Linked DNA regions of Rattus norvegicus: region 2 is linked to region 1. Evidence: chromatin contacts called from public Hi-C data. All regions are on one chromosome and are shown on one strand. The core of a region is the stretch at or near the end of the contact, and the rest is flanking DNA. Distances in the headings are between cores, read along the strand shown.

What was found. Hi-C and Micro-C count contacts between places; a contact is called where the count stands out from the background.
Region 2: a Hi-C map of the Rat2 cell line shows a contact between it and region 1, with 2.5 times the contacts expected there. The contact joins the enhancer-like site here to the promoter of Ddhd1 in region 1. A contact is called at or near these places in 4 of 12 Hi-C or Micro-C datasets (the A7r5 cell line, the Rat2 cell line, kidney and 1 more).

Annotation. Positions count from the first base shown.
Region 1 is chr15:21,368,243-21,374,528 of GRCr8, reverse strand. It overlaps Ddhd1 (DDHD domain containing 1), which reads left to right and starts at 3,921. Exons shown (of 12, transcript NM_001033066.2): 1 at 3,921-4,776. The coding sequence starts at 3,990. It overlaps LOC108352895 (a long non-coding RNA gene), which reads right to left and starts at 3,710. Exons shown (of 2, transcript XR_001841294.3): 1 at 3,581-3,710; 2 at 1-2,900.
Region 2 is chr15:21,411,083-21,417,533 of GRCr8, reverse strand. All of the region lies in intron 2 of LOC102547310 (a long non-coding RNA gene), which reads left to right. Among named protein-coding and RNA genes, the nearest start is that of Ddhd1, 44 kb to the right of the region's middle. Within about 2 kb of position 3,868, at least 2 of the 93 cell types and tissues checked have an H3K27ac peak or open chromatin away from gene starts, as enhancers often do.

The sequences.
Region 1 (6,286 bases), core at 2,672-5,171:
GCCTAAATCTAGAACATATTTGGTCAGTGTCCTAAATGCACCTCCACTTAAAAAAAAAAAAAAACTGGAAAAATGTCGGTCCTAAAATTAAACTGCGAAGTTCAAATGTATCCAGCTTATTAAGCAGAGATACAGCAGTTTGCGCAGGCTTCATTCTACACACACGTCCCATGCTAACTGAAAAGGGTAAGGAAGATTGACAAGAAACAGAGACATGCAACTTCTGAGAGGCAGCAAAGGGAAGGGGGTCTTTCTTGCCAGATAGCGCCAGCCACGAGCATCATGGGAAGGGAGGTGGCAGGATGAGCTGACGGCACTGGGCTGTTTTTCCTCAGTAGAAAAAGGCCAGTTGTTCTCTCCCCTACTGAGGCTCCCTCGGGCTTGAAACCACCTGGCTCTTACGGCTCACAAATGCCAGACGTTTGAATCAATCATGCCTGATTTCCTTATGTGCACGAGGCCTGGTTGGGTAATTACTAAAACGCAATAGGATGTGTTGCGTAATGCCACGGCAGTTCGGAAAGAGCCGTACCCATTAGCGTATTAATGATGTGCAGGACTGAAGGTCCACTTGACTCCTGTTCTTGCTGGCGAGGAATGGAAGGCCTGGCAGACCCATTATCCACCTGAGAGGAATCTATCAGAAATAGATTTAATAGAAAGCAAGAAGATTCCAGCAGGAAGCCTCAGATGACGAACCGGCCTTTTAAAGCAGAAAAGAGAGTTGAGAAGAGCAGCTTCAAAACCTTTGCCTCGCTGCAGCTAGGGGATAAAAAGGAAATAAAAGCATGCAGACATGCAAACGGCTATCTTCAAATGTCTTCTGCTCACCGTCAGCCTCTTACCCAGTGCAGGCTGCCTTAGGTCTAAGGGGAAGCAGCTGGCTCAATCCCCACAAATATGCAGTGACATCTCCTCTCACTTCTGCACTCTGGGGTCAGGAGAGAGCATCAAACACCTTTTTCTTGCCACTTGGATGATCATGAGAAACCAGCATCTATTTCAAGAAAAATTAGGCTACCTAGCTGGGTGACCTGCATTAGCACACAAATGATAAAAAAAACATTCATTCAGTAGGAGGCAAAGGGTCATTTGTAAAACAGTAACTGGGGTGTGATGGCCTTGAATCCCAGCATTTGGAAGTCAGAGGCAGACAGATCTCTGAGTTTGAAGCCAGCCTGGTCTACAGGTTGAGTTCCCGGACAGCCAGAGCTACACAGAGAAGCTCCCATCTCAAGAAACAAACAAGACAGACAACTCCAAAGAACAATGATGTTCTTTGATAGAAATGATGTCATCCCTAAGAGTTAAAACTGCTAAAAAAAAAAAAACCACACAAACAAACAACAAAGCAAACAAACAAATGACAAGCAAAACCACAATTGATTATTAGCATGGAAATACTCTGGCTATATCCTGCCAACAGGAAGACATTTTAAAGAAAGAGGAAAGGAAAGGACGTGGGTACTCTTAGTACGGTAGAGGAGGAAGTTTATTATAGATATGTGGGAGAGCTTAGCCAGAGACAGAGACATCTGTCCAGAGTACATGTGACCAGGCTGAGCTGGGCTGTGTGGGGAGAGGGGAGAGAGAAGAACCCAGTGCTGTAGCCAAGAGGTCAAAAGTGCAAGAGGGGCAGGTGACCAAAAAGGCTGGATTATATAGGGAAGAGGCACCTAGGGAAGGGCAGCCTGGTCCCTGGGCTGGAGAGTTCTGGGGTAGAAGGCAGGGTATGCCAGCCATATCCTGTAACAGGTAGGGACTGAGGGATGCTGGGAGAACCTGGAGGTCGGATCTGCTTTGATATTAAATAGACACCTCGGCCATTTGTCCCAGGGTTTGAGACTTAACACTGATATCTACTACTTTTAATTACACTTTAATATAGCCTCGGTGTTTACTTATCAAGATCCCCTCCTAAGCTACAGGTTCCTGGTTCTCTTTGGCATCAGAAGCTATACAGAAGTGTCTGTGCCTGGATACCTATCAGAACAGTGTGCGGTAATGCCTTCATGGAAAGAAAACAGTTCATACCCAATTTCTTACTCTGCATTATTATTAATAGAAACATTGGGAAAGAATTAGGGATGCAGCAACTCAAGATGGCAGTATGGATGACGCTTTGTCATTGAAGCAATAATGTACAAGCGGGCGGATTGCTCACGGCCAAGATATCCAGCCAATCGAGCCTTGCTGGTAGAAAGTCTACTTTGTACTCCTCTACTTAGCAGGAATTGCAACAGTATCACTTCGCATCCGCCCATAGGAAGCAGGGCCTTTTAACCACATCCCTACAAAAGCACGGGTGTACAGCTGAGGTGATCCGGATCTAAATAAGGACTCTGAAGGATCTCTGACAGGTTACATCCTCAGAGCAAGACAACTTGCCCTACTGACCTGATTCCACAAAGAGTAAAAACATTAACAGTGAAGACTGTCTACTCTTGGTCTAAGAGCAAGGTTGGAGATTGTCTTCCGGCAATTCTCAAGATAGGGTGGGTCTATAAAATAAAAACTTTTCAATTAAAAGAAATTGTCTGAGGTGACAAAGTGCCTCAGCTATAAAACAGGATTTCTGTGGGAATAGAGCTGACCTTGACCAAATTCTTCAGTCAGCCACAATCCAGATAATCTCTGCTGGAGGAGCCTGCCACCCAAGTCGAACGGTCTTTTGTAAATCAAACAAATCCAGGTAAGACACATCACAGACCAACACATAGCCCTGTGGCTGCAAGAATTTCATTTCCAAGTCTCCCACTGGCCTTTATAAAGGACCCCAGCTAGCTTACTCCCTTCCAAGACACCCATTTCCCTCAGGAGAGTCTTTCTGTTTGAAATAAACTTCTGTTGATGTCAGACTCTGGTCTCTGTCTTCTGTCTCTTTGCGCTGTCTTGAAAATCTAACAAAAAGAAGCCCCGATGTTTCCCTGAAACCAGGAAGTGAGTTACAGAATCGGAGGTACATTAAAAACAAAAACCGAGCCAAACTCGGGAAGGCTTAAAGGCCATAGAATCACTTCTAGGCATCGCTAGAGATCACCCGGTACAATGATCTCCTAATTATGCACAAGGAATAAGACAAACAAATGAAGGAGATTAAATGACTTGCCTGGGGGTGGCAAAGTTGAGTCTAGAACCTTGTTTTTCTTTCAGTCTAATAATCTATCACACCAGGCTGGCAAGGCCAGTTAGTTTATAACCAAGGCACATCGAATGTGCAGAGACTGTGGGGAAAGACTGAGACATAGGTACTTGGTTTCCATCCAAGGCCTTACTGTAATACGGAAAGAACCGGAAGCATAAGTACATGAGAGTAAGCAACCCTAAGAGCTGGCACAGTGACGCTAGGACTCCTGTTTTCTAAGTGGGAGTAGTATTGCCAGGTGAGCCGCAGAGGCGGAGTGCCTTCTTTATGAATGGGCTGAAGGTTGGGAAAGGGCCAGACCAGGTGACCAAGCAGGTCTTTCGGATGCTTCAGGCAGGCCTAAAGCCAGGGACGTGAGCTAGCAATTTCCAGGGCCCCTCTGGGCATAGAGCTGGGGCTCATGACCCCAAAGTGTAAAGATGAGTGGGCGAAAACCTCATTCCGGCTGGCATTCAGGGGCGTGGAAGCGAGGGGGCGGAGCCAGTGCGAGCTGAGGCAGGGGCTCCACCGTTGCCGAGACTGCCGCGACCTCGTCTGACCCCCTCTTCCAGGCGCGAACCATTAGACTCCGCCGAGCGCCAGCAGGAGCAACACTAGTGGCTTCGGGCCTTCCGGGGAGGCGCGCGCGGTCTGGGGGCGGGGCCTCTTTCGGGCCCCGCCCACGCGGGGGGGTCTGCGTAACAATGGGGCGGGCCCCGGAACCGCGCTGCGGCGGCCGGGGGCCGGCGGGGAGGCGGAGTCGCCTCGGCCGCAGCTGCTGCCCTGCTGGGGATTTGAAAGATTATAAAGTCCGGGCCCAGAGGGCGGCGGCATCGGATGCGCGTGTGGCGGAAGCGCCGGCGGCATGAACTACCCCGGCCGCGGCGCCCCACGGAGCCCCGAGCGTAACGGCCGCGGCGGCGGTGCCTGGGAGCTAGGCTCGGACGCGGCGGGCGTGTTCGGTGGCGGCGGCTGCTGCTTCGAGCACCAGCCGGGTGACGGCGTGCCGCTGTCACTGCTGCGCGCGGAGCCGCTGCACCTGGCACCGGGCGCGGACGACTTGAGCCACCTGGCTCTGGACCCGTGCCTCAGCGACGAGAACTACGACTTCAGCTCGGCCGAGTCGGGTTCGTCGCTGCGCTACTACAGCGAGGGCGAGAGCGCGGGCGGCGGTAGCTCTTCTTCGCCTCCGCCGCCGCTGGTCGCTCCGAACTCGGGGGGCGGCGGGGCAGCGGGAGGGGGACCCGGTGACAGGAAGCGCTCCCGGCCGGGCGGCTGCGCCGCTCGGCACCGCTACGAGGTAGTGACGGAGCTGGGCCCCGAGGAGGTGCGCTGGTTCTACAAGGAAGACAAGAAGACCTGGAAGCCCTTCATCGGCTACGACTCTCTGCGCATTGAGCTCGCCTTCCGGAGCCTCCTGCAGACGACGGGCTCTCGTGCCCGGTCGGCGGACCGCGATGGAGACCGGGTGTGCGGCCCAACCTCTAGCTTCAGGGAGGACGACGAGGACCGCGCCTGCGGCTTCTGCCCGCGCGCGGTGGGGCCTGAGCCGGAGATGGAGGAGCTGGTGACCATCGAGCCCGTGTGCGTGCGCGGCGGCCTCTACGAGGTGGATGTCACTCAAGGAGAGTGCTACCCGGTATACTGGAACCGTAAGTGTCTGGCCAGGGGCGGGCCGGGCTCGGCGCGCGTTGGACCGGGTTTGGGGCTCGGTTGCCCCGCGATGCTCGGATGCCTCGGGTTAGGATGCAGGTTGTGCGGGGTGCCATGGCAGGTGAAGGGTAAAAGAGCAGATGGCAGCTCCCAAGCTGCTAGCGGGGTCAGGAGGGGAGGATTCCGCCGGGGATTGCGCCTCCTGGGTGAGTAGAGTACTGCTGCCATCCCCTGGAGGGTATCCAGGAACCGATCCCCAATCTGGTAGCTTTAGTTTCTTGACCCTACCAGGGGCTTTGTCCACCTGGATATCTGATCCGGTCTCACGTCTCCTGAAGCTCCCGTGATTTAAATAACATGTCCTGGAGTGAGTGGAAATGCTTGAGAGCGTCTTCATGAGACTCAACAGTTCACTTAAGACCCAGGAAGAGAAAAGCCCTGGCGGAAAAGGAGAGCTACAGTGTGTTATTCCCACTGGATGTGTTGGGCAGAAGAAAGAACTGCAGGAAATGGCTCTGGGAAATGGGTCCGTGCCCTCTGTGTGGAATGCTCGTGTATCCCTTGGGTCCTGTTTACTTACATATTTTTACTTTTGCTTCTTAACCTAGAAAAATTGCACGACCTCGGTTTTCTCATCTGTTAAATGGGTCTCTCTTAAAGGTTTAAAGGATGCTTTAGGCAACATGGGTAGGTTTAAAATCAGAATAAGGAGAAAGGTAATACATAAATAATCCGGTGTGGCATGCAGCATATGTTAATGTATGTGACATATAGTAGTAACAGTCTATTGGCCATCAATAAGTTGTACCATACAGTATTAACTGTATGCGCTTCAGTGCCCTAACTCAAATGTCTTTCCTGATCGTTAGGCCCTCTATACATCGTATATTATTCAGATCTGTATTAATTATGTGTATTGGTGGCTTAGCTTCCTTTCAGTTTATTTAGTGGCTCCTGGGCAGAGTCCACCGCCTTTATCTTTGTTCTCATAAAGCCTGGTGCAGTAGGTGTTCAGTGACTTGGTATTGAATCTCATCAGTGATTGATAATGCTAAAACATGCATACATTAAGTGCAAGTAACCAATATGGCAGACTCAACACAAGCCAAGTCAGGGAAAGGCAGCCTAGCAGATTTCTTGCGACTCTTAGTGACAATACAGGCGTTTGTTACTTTTTTTTTTTTTTAAGATGAGACTCATGTGGACTGTTAGGTCCCCTCTTGATTATAAGCTCTCTGATGACAAGCCCCCTTGCATCCGTTCATCATTTGCGTGATCTACGTAGTAGTTGTGTATGTGCCAGCACAGTGCTTCTGTGCACATTGTTAAGGAGCCCATGTCTCTCAGGGGCTTCCCACCTCATTTCTTTTTAAATGATCCATATATCACCATGGGTCTCTCCTGCAGATAGAAGCCCAGAAGTGAGAGGGACTGGAGAGATGGTTCAGCAGGTAAGAGCACGGAGGGCTCATCCAGAGGACCCAGGTTCAAATCCCAGCCCCCATGTGG
Region 2 (6,451 bases), core at 2,619-5,118, 43 kb before region 1:
CCCTGGGAACTGCTGTCTTTCCCACCCTTTTGAAATATATATACTCAAGCACTGGAATGAAACTTTCTGCAGACTCATTTCAAAAAAGGTCCCCAGTCTGTTTTGCTTTTTGTTTTGTTTTTTCTATGTAAATGGGACTGTCCTAGAACCCACTCTGTAGACCAGGCTGGCATTGAACTCATAGAGATTTGTCTGCATCTGCCTCCCAAGTGCTGGGACGAAAGGTGTGTGCCACCACTGTCTGGCTCCTGGTCCTCTTTTGTGCAGAAACATGGCCCAAGTACAAACTGGAATATGGAAACTTAACCAAAGCAGGGATGCATAAACTGTAATAATATTTACAGTTAGAAAATGGAAAGCAACCCAGATCCCATACGCTCAAATCTTCATAGGCTAAAGGATAGACCAGAGACTTCTAAGGCCCAGGCAATAGGAAAATGCTTGTGAGTTCTGCAAAAAGGGAAAGACGACTTCATCCTGGTGACACTCTCACCCCTTCCTGTGTCCTAAACACCACTCCCTGACAAGGTTTATGTCAATTTGTCACAAGATAGAGTTCTTTTAGGCAAGGGAACTTCATGGGAAAAAGAATCCCCCACAAGACCGACCTGTGGGCACATCAATGTGGGAGGGCACTGCTCACTGTGGGCAGTGCTACCCATGGGCTGGTGGTACTAAGTGCTAAGAGCAAGCCATGTAGAGCAAGCCAGTAAGCAGTGTGTCTCCATGGTCTCTGCTTCAGTTCCTTCCTCCACATCCTTGCCTGACATCCCTGCACGATAGACTATAAGGTGTAAGGTGCTATTTTTGGTCTAAGCTAATTTTGGTCATGGTGTTGTATCACTGCCATGGACATCCTAACTAAGAGACACCAAGAAATCTTCTACCAACAATCTCTCTTCTCCACAATCCCCAGCTCCGTACGGCTTTTTCTAACTAATGCTCCCTGGAAAGAGGGGTCACCCCCTTCATAGGACAAAAAATCATATGAATTCATATTCTCTCTCTCTCTCTCTCTCTCTCCCTCCCTCCCTCCCTCCCTCCCTCCCTCTCTCTCTCTCTCTCTCTCTCTCTCTCTCTCTCTTTCCATTGTTTATTTTCTGAAACAGTTTCTTGCTATGTAGCCCACACTCCGGCCACAATCTCATCCCAGTCCCCCTGCCTCAGACTCTTAAGGGCTGTAGTTACAACTTGAGATAGGTTACAGAAATATTGGTCTACAAAAATCTTAAAGGGATTTTTCTACACGGTTCTGAGAGTGTCCACAAAGGACTTCTCAGCCCCCCTTTCCACATTGCTGCAATACAGATGAAGAAACCCTATATCTGGGGTGCTGTACATGGGTAGGCAGATCAACAAAAAGCCATTAACCCAATTTTCTGATGAGGCAATAGCATTTCCTGAGGTTAATCCCCAACTGCAACTCTCAGGTCAGTCTCTAACAAGCACTGGGAACAGGTACCAATTATGACTCAGTGTTTGCAGAACAGAATGAAACAATATATTACCAAAGCAGTATATTTTGCAAAGGCTGACAGTGACCCAGGGAGGTGGAGAAAACCCTGTGTTTCTCAGTGAGCAGCTAAGTAAGGTTTTCCTGAAATCTATGACTACAGGCTTGGAATGCCTGAGGGGGATTGTTCCCACCTCTCAACTCATGCTCAGCCAGCCCCTGACATTCAAAGAAAGCCATCAAACAATGGCTATAGGCCCTCAGATTCCCCCATAGGGTGATAAAAAGCAAGAGAGAAAGAAGAATGAGAGATAAGAGAGATATGGGCAGGACACAGGGTATGTCCAACTGTTAGGCATTGCTTTCCTTCAACGTCCATTCTCTTCCTGGACAAGAAGTTCTAGCGTCTACTCTGGCTGAAACCGCCATGCTCCCATGGTGTGACAGACAGCTCACTCTCTTTCCTCTAACCATCTCCGAGATTTCCTCTAACCCCTCGCTTTATTGCTCTGAGACCTGATGCTGTACCTCATATGTCTTCTCTTGGTGGTACCTTTCCATATGTCTCAACACTTTTCTAGGAACGATGCTTTTGACAGAACAACATGGTTCCTACTAGAGTGATTCTCTGGGCTCTCAGGACCTTAGTTCTTCTCACTGCTAGTGAAGGAGGTGCCTGCCTATATAGGAAAGAGTAAGGTGGCTTTGAAATGGCTAAGGCAATGCCCTCCTGTTCTGGCACAGCTTTGCTTGGGCAGTTCTCAGCCCCTCTATCAGACTCCCCACAACACTGACATCTGCCTTGGTAAAACATTGGAGATTCTCATGGCCTTAACTATATTGTTAATCAGTAATTGGCAAGTCCTGTCTAAAGTAACTGTTATTCTCTGCCAGAAATGAACAACCGTTCAGAGAGTTACTTTGATCCTCACCTAACTGAAGTATCTTGTTTTGCCTTTGAAACTCTGTATCCCTGAGCTTAGGCACCAAGATGACTTTTTGAAAGCTCAAGCCCCCTCTTGGTCTGGCCATCCATAAGAAGGACTTGAAACTTCTTTAATTGGTTTAATCATCATGGTTGACAGTAACTGTCTTATGTGGATCATGACATTGGAGGCCACAGCGAGATTCCCCCATGTTCTGTGGGACTCAGCCTCATTCCTGCCCTGCCAGGAAGATGTTTTAAGGGAGATACCCCAACAAATTGTTCCAGGGCCCAACTCTTCTCACTGAGTCCTGAAAGGACTAGAGTGACCAGGCTCCCAGCACCAAAACAGAATCCTGCTCATGCTCTTAGGATGAGGTCTACGTACTGAATTCAGTTCTGGTTCTGGTTGAAGAGGATAAGCCTCATGGGAACTTTCTGGATAAATGAGGTACGGCCTAAAGGAGAGTCGAGTCATCTTCTTCTCTTTGTCCTCTTTCTCTTTCTCCTTCTCTTTCTTCTTCTCACCCTTCTCCTTCTTCTGGATAAGAGGGATAGAAAGTCAAGGCTCTTTTCCTGGTTTAGGAAGGAAAATTCTGATGAGAACTTCTTTCCAGCCCTCCACACTAACTGGGGTGCCAGTAGTGGGGAATTCTTTTTTTATCCTGCTTTTGTCCCTCATAAGAGATTCTGTTTTGCCTGAATAAATAACCAGCCATTTATCCATGTGTGAGTGATTGAATGTGTGTCAGGCAAGTTTGACTCATGGAGTTGTTTAATTGATTTCTTGATTTTGCCGCTAGTGTTTCTGTTTTGTCTCATCTCCCCCCCCCAACCCTCCCACACGTCTGCCCACCCCCCCTCCTCCCAGTCCCCAGAAGGGAGTTGTCTCACCTTCGCCATCCCTCACCATCCCCAAAAAGGGAGCTGACTCTGAGTGAAGGTCTGCTTGATTTTTCTAGATTCTGACAATAGGTGGCAACCTCTGCTGTTTTTAGCTATTCGTTTTGTTTGCAAAGACTGCTTTCCTCTCCAGGATAAGAAATCTCCAGACAAACCCATCAGGTCCTGGAGCTACACACCTCTAGCCCAGGGCTCCACAGTAAAGGGGTCCTTGGGTGAACGCCAGTCTGGGCCTGCTTCACCTAGCAATGACTGGCCCAACCCCATCCTGGGTGCAACAGCCCCTGCTCCTTCCCGGCAGGAAAAGGACCTGCCAAAGCTAGGGAGCCTGGAAGCGGGCGGAGGAGGGGGACGGTACTTTCAGCTCTGCATAGGGCCTGGCGGCAGTAGCACCGCTGGATACTGGGAGGTAGAAGCAGGCAGAGGCTGCTTCACTAACAGGGAGTCCAGTGCTCCTGGCTCCCTGTCACAGGCCTCCTGCTACCAGTCCTCCTGCGGTCAGAGTTCAGAGCCCTCTACTGGGCTCCCTCTCCCCTGTCTGCAATCCATCTTACCCATCCCTGCCTCTTCTACCTCGCCCAGATTCATCCCCTCCCCTGTAACCTCAGGCCCATCCATTCGGCCCAACCCCATCCTATCCACCTCCTCACCCTACCCTTGTCCCTGCTTCCCCCACTTCCTCCTGGCTTTCTACCCCTTGTTTCTTCCTCTGTGGCTACCACAATGCCTCTGATGGAGAGAGCCAGTGTCCCCAACTGTCACGAATGTCCTCCCATCAGACCACCGGCTCTATACAGTCCTGAACCTTAAGAATGGCTGCTTGTCCATTCCCCTGGTGCGGGTTAGACAGCCCACATTTATCTTTGAATGGACTTCTCCGATGTCCAAGAAGGAGATGAGCCAGCTAACCTGGACACGACTACCCCAAGGATTCAAAATCCCCCTACACTCTTTGGGGAGGCTTCACAAAAAAGACGTGACCAGATTCCGGGTGTTCCACCCCAGTTCAACTGTGCTCCAGTATGTAGATGAAATTCTGTGGCAGCCAACACTGCTGCCTGTGTGAAACTCACAAAGGACTCGTTCCAGCTGCTCTAGACGCTTCATCTCCGAGGAAAGACTCAGCTCTGCCGAAGTCTCCTTCTGGATACAAAGTCACTCAAGGTAGCAGCACTCTCCGTGCTGAGCTGAAGTCTCCTATCTGGATACAAAGTCACTCAAGGTAGCAGAACTCTCCGTGCTGCCAGCATGGAAGCCAACCTCCACCTTCTTGGCCTCCAAACCAAGAAGCAGGTACAAGACTCCAGGGGCTGTGGGGCTATCACAGGTTCTGAATTCCTGGGTTTGCTGGAAAAGCCCAAGCCCTGTATTCTATCACTCTGGAGAGATCAGCCTTTGAAACAAAGAAACAAGCTTTCTGAGAGCTAACACAAGCCCCAGCTTTAGTTACCGGATGTCCCTAAACCATTCCACCCATGAGACTCCGAGCATTGCGAAAGGTATTTTATCTCAGACCTAGCAAGGACTGTAATATATCTGGGCACAGCGGCTGCCAGGTAATCATCCTGTTTGTGTGGCATAGCCACAACCTTACTACACAAGTAAGGGAAGCTGATGAGCTCACCCTGGCCAGAACCTGACTGCGGAAACCCTCCTAAGAGTGACAGATGGCCAGTGTTCTAGTCACCATTCTATTGCTACGAAGAGACACCATGACCATAGCAACTCTTATTAAAGGGAGCACTTAACTGGCCTTGCTTATGGAAAGAAGGGTTAGTCTGTTGTCATCATGGGAGGAGCATGGTGACAAAGGCAGGCTCCTAAAAACACAGACAGGCAGGCAGGCAGGCAGGCAGGCAGAGAGAGAAAGAGACACTGGCCCTAATGTGGACTTTTAAAACCTCAAAGGCCCCACCTTCTCCAACAAGGCCACACCTCCTCCAACAAGACCACACCTCCTCCAAGGCCACACCTCCTCCAACAAGGCCACACCTCCTCTAACAAGACCACACCTCCTCCAACAAGGCCACACCTCCTCCAACAAGGCCACACCTCCTCCAACAAGGCCACACCTCCTCCAACAAGGCTGCACCTCCTAATCTTGCTCAAATAGTCTAGCAAATGACTAAGCATTCAAATGTATGAGCCTTTGGGGGTCATATATTCTCAATCAAACCACCACAGCTGGTAGATGTCAAATGCTCACATCACTCAATATCAGTTGCTTGATTGGCCCTATCTCATTTTGTTGCTGTACAGAGTCTCAACCCTGTGCCATTGATAAGAGCCCCCTCCATGACTCTGAGGACTTACTGGACCTATCCCAGGCCAGTTGGCCAGACCTCCAGGAGACTCCATACCTAAGGCCTACTGACTACTGATTTAAAGGGGGGGGGGGGGGATTGAGGAGGTCACTAATCCATTTCTTTTAAAGTATCTACAGTCTTTCCTGCAGGTCCAGGCTGCAGTCCATTCTAGGGTTCAAGATGCCCTTCTGGATCCCTCCTTGGTGCCTCATCATTCATTCTGACCCAGAGGCCAAGTGTACATCCAGAAGTTCTATGAAGCGGGGCTGGAGAAATGGCTCAGCAGTTAAGGGCACTGAGTGCTCTTCCAGAGGTCCTGAGTTCAATTCCTAGCAACCACATGGTGGCTCATAATCACATGTAGTGAGGTTCGATGCCCTCCTCTGGTGTGTCTGGAGAGAGCAACAGTGTACTCTCATACATGAAATCATAAATAAATCTTTTTCAAAGCAGTTCCAGAAAAATGGTCTGGCACCTGCCTTGAAAGACTTCACACTGTCATCCTGACAATCCCAGATGCCATCAAGGTTGATGGACATCTGCCTGGATTCGCCACTCCCTTGCCAAGCCTGTTCCAGACCAGGACCAGAAATGAACTGTCTTACCTGGACCAGATCCATTCAGGCTAAGACGCTTTCACAATAGGACTCCTGTTTGCTTATATACCCCCCTTCCCTGCCTCTTGTAATACTTGTCTCACAGTTATTCTTAAGTCAGAAACTGATTTTGCTCCCACAGGATCTTGGCTCGCCTGTTCCACGGGTGTCCCGTGCTGCACGGCCTTACACTATCTGTATGAAGTAAATTGCCACTTAAATTTCATCAAACAAAGAATTGCCTGCGTTTCAGTGATGACTCAGGACC